2 separate regions of the Mus musculus genome follow, and region 1 is linked to region 2. A link is a contact called in public Hi-C data. All regions are on one chromosome and are shown on one strand. The core of a region is the stretch at or near the end of the contact, and the rest is flanking DNA. Distances in the headings are between cores, read along the strand shown. Region 1 overlaps Gm12496 (a long non-coding RNA gene). Region 2 overlaps Abca1 (ATP-binding cassette, sub-family A (ABC1), member 1).

Region 1 (2,872 bases), core at 320-2,819, 220 kb before region 2:
TTAGTTTGTTGAACCTGACAGCCCTCTACAAAGAGCTTGAGGAAGCCCTGGGCTGGGGAGCTGTGCTTCGATGGAGAGAGGACTTCCAGCTCCTTGGTCTGGGAGCAATAGAGAGCTTTGCAGCTTCAGCCATATCTGTAGGTTCCTTTACAGTTGTAGTAGGAGTAGTGAGCAGATGGCAGTCGAGGCACACCAGTGCTGATAGAATCACTCTCACCCCACGCCCAATCCCTGTGGGTCAGGCCAGGACTCTTGAAACCAAGAGGTGCAGGACTGCCCTGTGTGTGCACTTGGAGCCTGGCTAAGCAAGTACGTTCATCTTCCTCAGTCACTAGGTGGCAGAATATAATTAAGATGTCAGAGTGTCTCCTGAAACATTGGAGGATGGTTTTCCGTCCCTACTTTAATGGCCTCCTTCATTACTTTGCAGTATTTGCTAGTGACATTCAGGACTGAGGTAATGGCATAAACATTTCCCTCCGCAAACACATCCTTGCATCTATTCAGGTTTTTAATGTTTTTATTCAGCTGTCCCATCTCTTAGGAAGAAGTCTCTTTAACTCGAAGTACATTCCATTCCGGATGACTGCTCCTCAGACCTCCCAAACTTCCAAGTTTTACCCGTTATTTTGTTATTCATTAGGGGACAGAAATACATACCTTCTTGCCATCTGTAAAATTTCAAATCATTTTTCACATTAAATATGAGATAAATCCATCGTGTAGATGAAAGCTCAGTGAGTCCATATGGATAATAAATATTTCTTAGTAATACTTATTTACTGATAACAGATTTGTTGGTTTTCCTAATGTTAAAGAAAATAGTCACTCATGTGAAAAAAGTCTGAAAATTTGGAAAGGAATATGAAAGGAAAGATAGACAGCAATCCTATTATTCAGAGAGACCAATTAAAAAGAGGTTATGGTGCCCCAGAATAATTCATCTTATCAAGCTGATGATGGGAAAAAGCTAAAAAGCCTCTTCATAGATAAATGTAAGCCCATTAAGATCTGATCCTTGGCTACCTAAAATTCTAGGTCAGCACTTAAAACAGAACATGCTGTTTTTATTAACATTTTATTATAGCAGATTTTAAGCATGTGCAGAAAAAAACGCAGAGAAGATGATAAACCCGCTGTGTGCACTCCACACCTAGCTTTAAAAATGAACAGTACAGAACCCATCTGACTCATTAATACATGCCAAAATGTCTTTCCTTTACGATATTTTGAGGCAAACCCCTGACTTGTTTTGCTTCATATTTACCTAGGCTAGTGCTAACCTTTAAAATAAAGTCTATTGTGCAGCTTTGGTGATCAACCCAAGTAAACAAGGGAATATAATCTCATGAATCACAATAAGGGTATGCAAAGCTACTCACTCTCAAAGAGAGTCCTAGCCTTGTTGAGGGTGGGGATGGTCTGGCTACTGGGTCAGACTCACTGCTCAGAGAATCTGGAATTAATTTTGCTGGGGAAAAAAATATAACCTGAACCTAGAGTGGATCTGTCTACAGCCTCTGTGTGACTGCAGACAAAGAGGACAAAAGAACAGAAAGCAACACATCAAACGTGGGAGTGGCTCATTGCAAACAAGGGTCTCTTCCAGTGCAGGTCTTTCCTGTGCCCTCTGCTGTCTTGTCACTGGGCTCTAGGCCTGAATCTGCAGTGCTGAGCCCTGCCTTTTAAGGTCTTAGCTTCGAGTTCAATTTTTGCTATTTCTTCAGTTTGCCTTTCACATTTGTCCTGATCAACACTGACCCACAGATCCCGTTTCACCCCTTTGTCCTCACTGGGTCAGGTGCATCTTTTCTGCAACTCTTACTGTATTTTCTTCCTTCTCACTTCCTCTTTATACTCCCAGGGTTCTATGGGGGTTCCAGTCAATTCCTCTTTCCAGAGTGCTGAGACCATACACTTGGCTGGATGATCTCACTTCCCCTGACTGCTATTTTCCATGCACTGGATGCTTGCCACATGCCAGGCTCTACGTGATATGCTGGGTGGACAAGAATGAAAGAAACAGAACCTCACCTTTGAAGAGCTCACAGGTTAGCTGGTGTCTAGGTGAGTTGGGGAGTTTGTGATGTATGAGAAAAAAAAATTAGTCACGGCTAATATGTATACATCAAAGAGGATAGGTCTGTTCAGGGTACCCAGGGAATGCTTGCCTAGAAAGGGCATTTACTTTGTGTATTTGCATTTAGTTCATTTTGAGGTCCAGTTGATGTAAAACTAATGTTTTACAGCATTATTTGACAGGATTATTTCTGCATCCATTCTAGCCCATTTCAGCTTCCAAATAAACGACACAGAGACCTGGTATTTTTTATTAACAAGCTGCAAGCTGGGCAAGTTCTGAGCTATTCTAATCTGCCTAGGCTGCCTGCCTACTCCCAGACACATACCCCATTCCTTGCCATCTGATCTTGCGCTGGCTTGCTCCGGTCCACATGTGTCCTTATGGCTGCTCTCTCACGGAGACATCATGGCCAATCCTCCACACTTTGTTCTAGTCCTTGTAGTCCTTTTCTCTTGGAAGTTCCTCACTGGGATTGGAAGTCTTGCCTTATTCTCTTCTTCTGCTCAGCTCTTAGAGGTGATGCAAGACACTTTTTACATAACATTGAGACTGGAGATGTTTGACTATGTCAACATCTGGAATGCAATCAGATATCTGGGCATAGAAATCAGCATAAGAATACACAGCACACAAAGTCATCCCCCAATAGGTTTTACATATATATGTATATGTATAAAATATATATTGCTATTTACAAAAATGCACACAACTCCCATTCATATTTTGCCTGTCCCAGGTTCTCCAAAATTGATTGATTATCTATTTTCTTATGTGTCTTTCTAGTTCTAT
Region 2 (3,006 bases), core at 443-2,942:
AAGGCATGTGTCTCTAGCATAGCACTGTGAGAGGCAGCCTGGTGGGTACTGCACAGATTTAGACATTAAGATTGGGGTTCCAATGGCTCATAATTTTTCTGGTCCTCCAATCATCATTTATAAAAATAGTACTATTGCAGCCTTTGTGAGCGAACTGTTGGGAACAAGAGGCACACAAATCACTAAGTGTCTATAGATGTTCAGTATTCGCTATAACGGCTACCTGTCTGCAGGGTGTTAGTTTATCTTGTGTCTGTGGAACCTGTAGACATTTTTAGTCCATGCTGCGTAGGGAGATTTTATTTGTTTCCTACCGGAGATGCTTGTCTTTGTCAAATAGAATTTCATGTGACCTCTGGAATCAAGTACAGCTGGCTGCCGGTCTTGGCTCTGCTCTGACTAGTGCTGTGGCTGGCCGTTCCTTAAGCAGTAGACTTTTCAGTATAAAATGGGAAGAATAATGGTTCCATGCCCACAATGATGTTCTGAGGATTAATGGAAGTCAACTGTGTAAAATGAGCCCAGTACATATGGAGCTCTCCCTAAATGGTAGCTCCGATTTATCCTGTTAGTTGAAATAGTGGCTTCGGAGTGTCAAGATGAATGACTTCCTGTATATTCTCTGTTCAGTTTTATACTTTTCAGGCTTCATTATTCTGTAATTCATCACAGCCATGTCATTATAGAAAGCTTTATTTCTATGTTTGCTTAGCAATGTGTGCGAGTGGTTTTATAAAGATGCAGGCTTAGAATGTATTGGGTTCTGTGTCCTGTGTTCTTGGATAGTGAAAGCTGGGTTTCATAAATGTTGCTGTAATAACCAAGTAATCTATTATTGCCCATTAGATGTATGCTTATGTAACCATTTTTCCTTTGTTGTGTGATTGAGTTATTTGTTTACAACACTTTACAGTTATAGCACTTCAAATCATGTATACGGCTTTTGGGGATTGAGTTGTTTTCTTATTTAGTTTGCTCCTTCGGATGAATTCTCAGGAGGATGACAGTTGTTCAAAGGGGTAAATGTGCCTTTTGAATGCATATTGCCAAACTTCTTTCCCAGAGGGGTCAGCCGATTTTTGTTTCTGTCTTTCTGATTTTGAAAGCTTCAGTTCACTCTCTTACCCAATATATGCTTACCGTGTCATGCTTAGCCCTTAACCATGTTGCGGATTTGCTGAGAACACAGTAACAGAAGGGAGAGCCTCATATGTAAACACAGCTCTTGTGCCACAGGCTGATAAAGGCACAGCATACCTGGATCTCAGAGGAAGGGCTCCAGCCTTACTGGTAGAGAAGTTATTTTCAGTGTTCAGGAAATCCAGGCTGTGTTCTCTGGTAGAAAGTCATCCCCGACTCCTGCCCCTGAGCAGTTTACAGAGGTGTAAGGGACAATAAAAATTGTATGGTGTCATGGTTTGCAATCCGTGCCCATCACCCTCTCCCAAAGGAGTAGTAAATCTATTTTCTATGAAGGAAAAGAGAAGAGGCTGAGTGTTGTTTGCAAACGTAGAGGTTTTGTTCCTTCTTTGGGATTATTTACAGACATCTTTAGTAAGATTCGTCTTTTCTTCCCTGGTCCTTGCCATTTTCTCTTTTAATGTGCTCTTTGTATAAACTACTCTTTATAGTTTGTGGTAGTAGGGGTTCACGAACCGAAGGAAGTATAAAAACTTCATGTTTTTGTTCTGGAACATGCATAGCTACTATCTTGTTTCAGTTCCTCCCTGAAGATCCCAAAATGAGCTTGATGTAAAGTCATACCAAAGTTCTTAGAAAATTCAAAGTTCCTTATTTAAACTAGGAAAAACAAACATGGTTAAAAAAACAAACAAAAAACAAAACAAAACAAAACAAAAAGCCCAAATGCCCCTAATACTCTAAAGTACCAGTTACCCAGAGAGAGTTTACTTCTGATCTCGTCATAGAAGGGGGAATACCAAGAGACCATGACAGATCGCAATTAATAAGACTGTACTCTACAATGAAATGTGTCCCTGTTGAGATAGATGTTAATTAAGAGTGCTATGTGGGAGCCAGTGACTGAAGCAGATCATCTCGGGCTTGGGGGAGATGTGAGAGAGGAACTGTTTAGGTTTGTGGGAATGTGAGCACAGGAGGACTTCCTAGCTCAGGCAGAAAGAAGCATGGCTGAGTCTTGAAACCTGGGTAGAAGGGAGCCTTAAAGACACAGGTGTGGAATGGGATGTTACAGGATACCACCCACAATTCAATGCACTTCAAGTTTGGAGAGTGAAGGGAGTCAGAAGTGCCAGAAGTCAGTCAATTGCTGAATTGCTCTGTGGGTTTCTCAGTCCAGTAGTAGCTGGCTACCATGTTATCATTTAAAATTCACGATCTTGTGTTTTATTTTCTGTTCAGTGTCAGCTGTTACTGGAAGTGGCCTGGCCTCTCTTTATCTTCCTGATCCTGATCTCTGTACGCCTGAGCTACCCACCCTACGAACAACATGAGTGTGAGTATCTGTGGACCACGCCTGAGTCTCAGTGATGGCTAGCAAAATCCAGAGTGAAGATGCTCTCAACTGAATCTTTACAAAGTTGCTGTCTTCAGGAGAATGCCACAAATAGCTTGAACAGAAAATCTGGCCTTTACTATTTTTTTGGTTAGGGCATGAACTTGAGATATTTGTAGTCCCAGTTAAATAATGATGATAGTAATGATAATAATCTTAACGGTTTTTTAATCATGATAATAAAATAGCCTTAGAGTCAGAAAGTGACGGCTACAAATCACCCTACAGTAGTGTTTCAAATGCCAGTGTCCAGTTCCCTGGTGTTGTCCTTTTGCTTGCATTGTCTTTTAATCTCATGGTTAAAAATCATGGACCATGTATTGGAACCCATACTTTCTAAATCAAGTATGCATATATGTCTGTGTGGGGGTATATGCACATGAGTAGGTGCCTGAGAAGACCAGAGGTGTTAGAACCCCTGGAGATGGAGTTACAGGTAATTGTGAGCTATCTGATATGAGTTCTGGGAA

The links. Hi-C and Micro-C count contacts between places; a contact is called where the count stands out from the background.
Region 1: a Hi-C map of bone marrow-derived macrophages shows a contact between it and region 2, with 34 read pairs. The contact joins two enhancer-like sites. A contact is called at or near these places in 1 of 15 datasets of contacts at CTCF or cohesin (large pre-B cells), 22 of 484 Hi-C or Micro-C datasets (the AML12 cell line, the G1E-ER4 cell line, the HPC-7 cell line and 12 more), 12 of 115 datasets of contacts at active chromatin or transcription factors (bone marrow-derived macrophages, embryonic stem cells, hepatocytes and 5 more) and 2 of 9 other capture datasets (bone marrow-derived macrophages and embryonic stem cells).

What each region holds. Positions count from the first base shown.
Region 1 is chr4:53,352,603-53,355,474 of GRCm38.p6, reverse strand. All of the region lies in intron 2 of Gm12496 (a long non-coding RNA gene), which reads left to right. Among named protein-coding and RNA genes, the nearest start is that of Gm52737, 27 kb to the right of the region's middle. Within about 2 kb of position 1,569, at least 55 of the 459 cell types and tissues checked have an H3K27ac peak or open chromatin away from gene starts, as enhancers often do. A contact at or near this core is called in bone marrow-derived macrophages and microglia, where this site is marked.
Region 2 is chr4:53,132,392-53,135,397 of GRCm38.p6, reverse strand. It overlaps Abca1 (ATP-binding cassette, sub-family A (ABC1), member 1), which reads left to right. Exons shown (of 50, transcript NM_013454.3): 3 at 2,383-2,476. Among named protein-coding and RNA genes, the nearest start is that of Abca1, 26 kb to the left of the region's middle. Within about 2 kb of position 1,692, at least 14 of the 459 cell types and tissues checked have an H3K27ac peak or open chromatin away from gene starts, as enhancers often do. A contact at or near this core is called in bone marrow-derived macrophages and microglia, where this site is marked.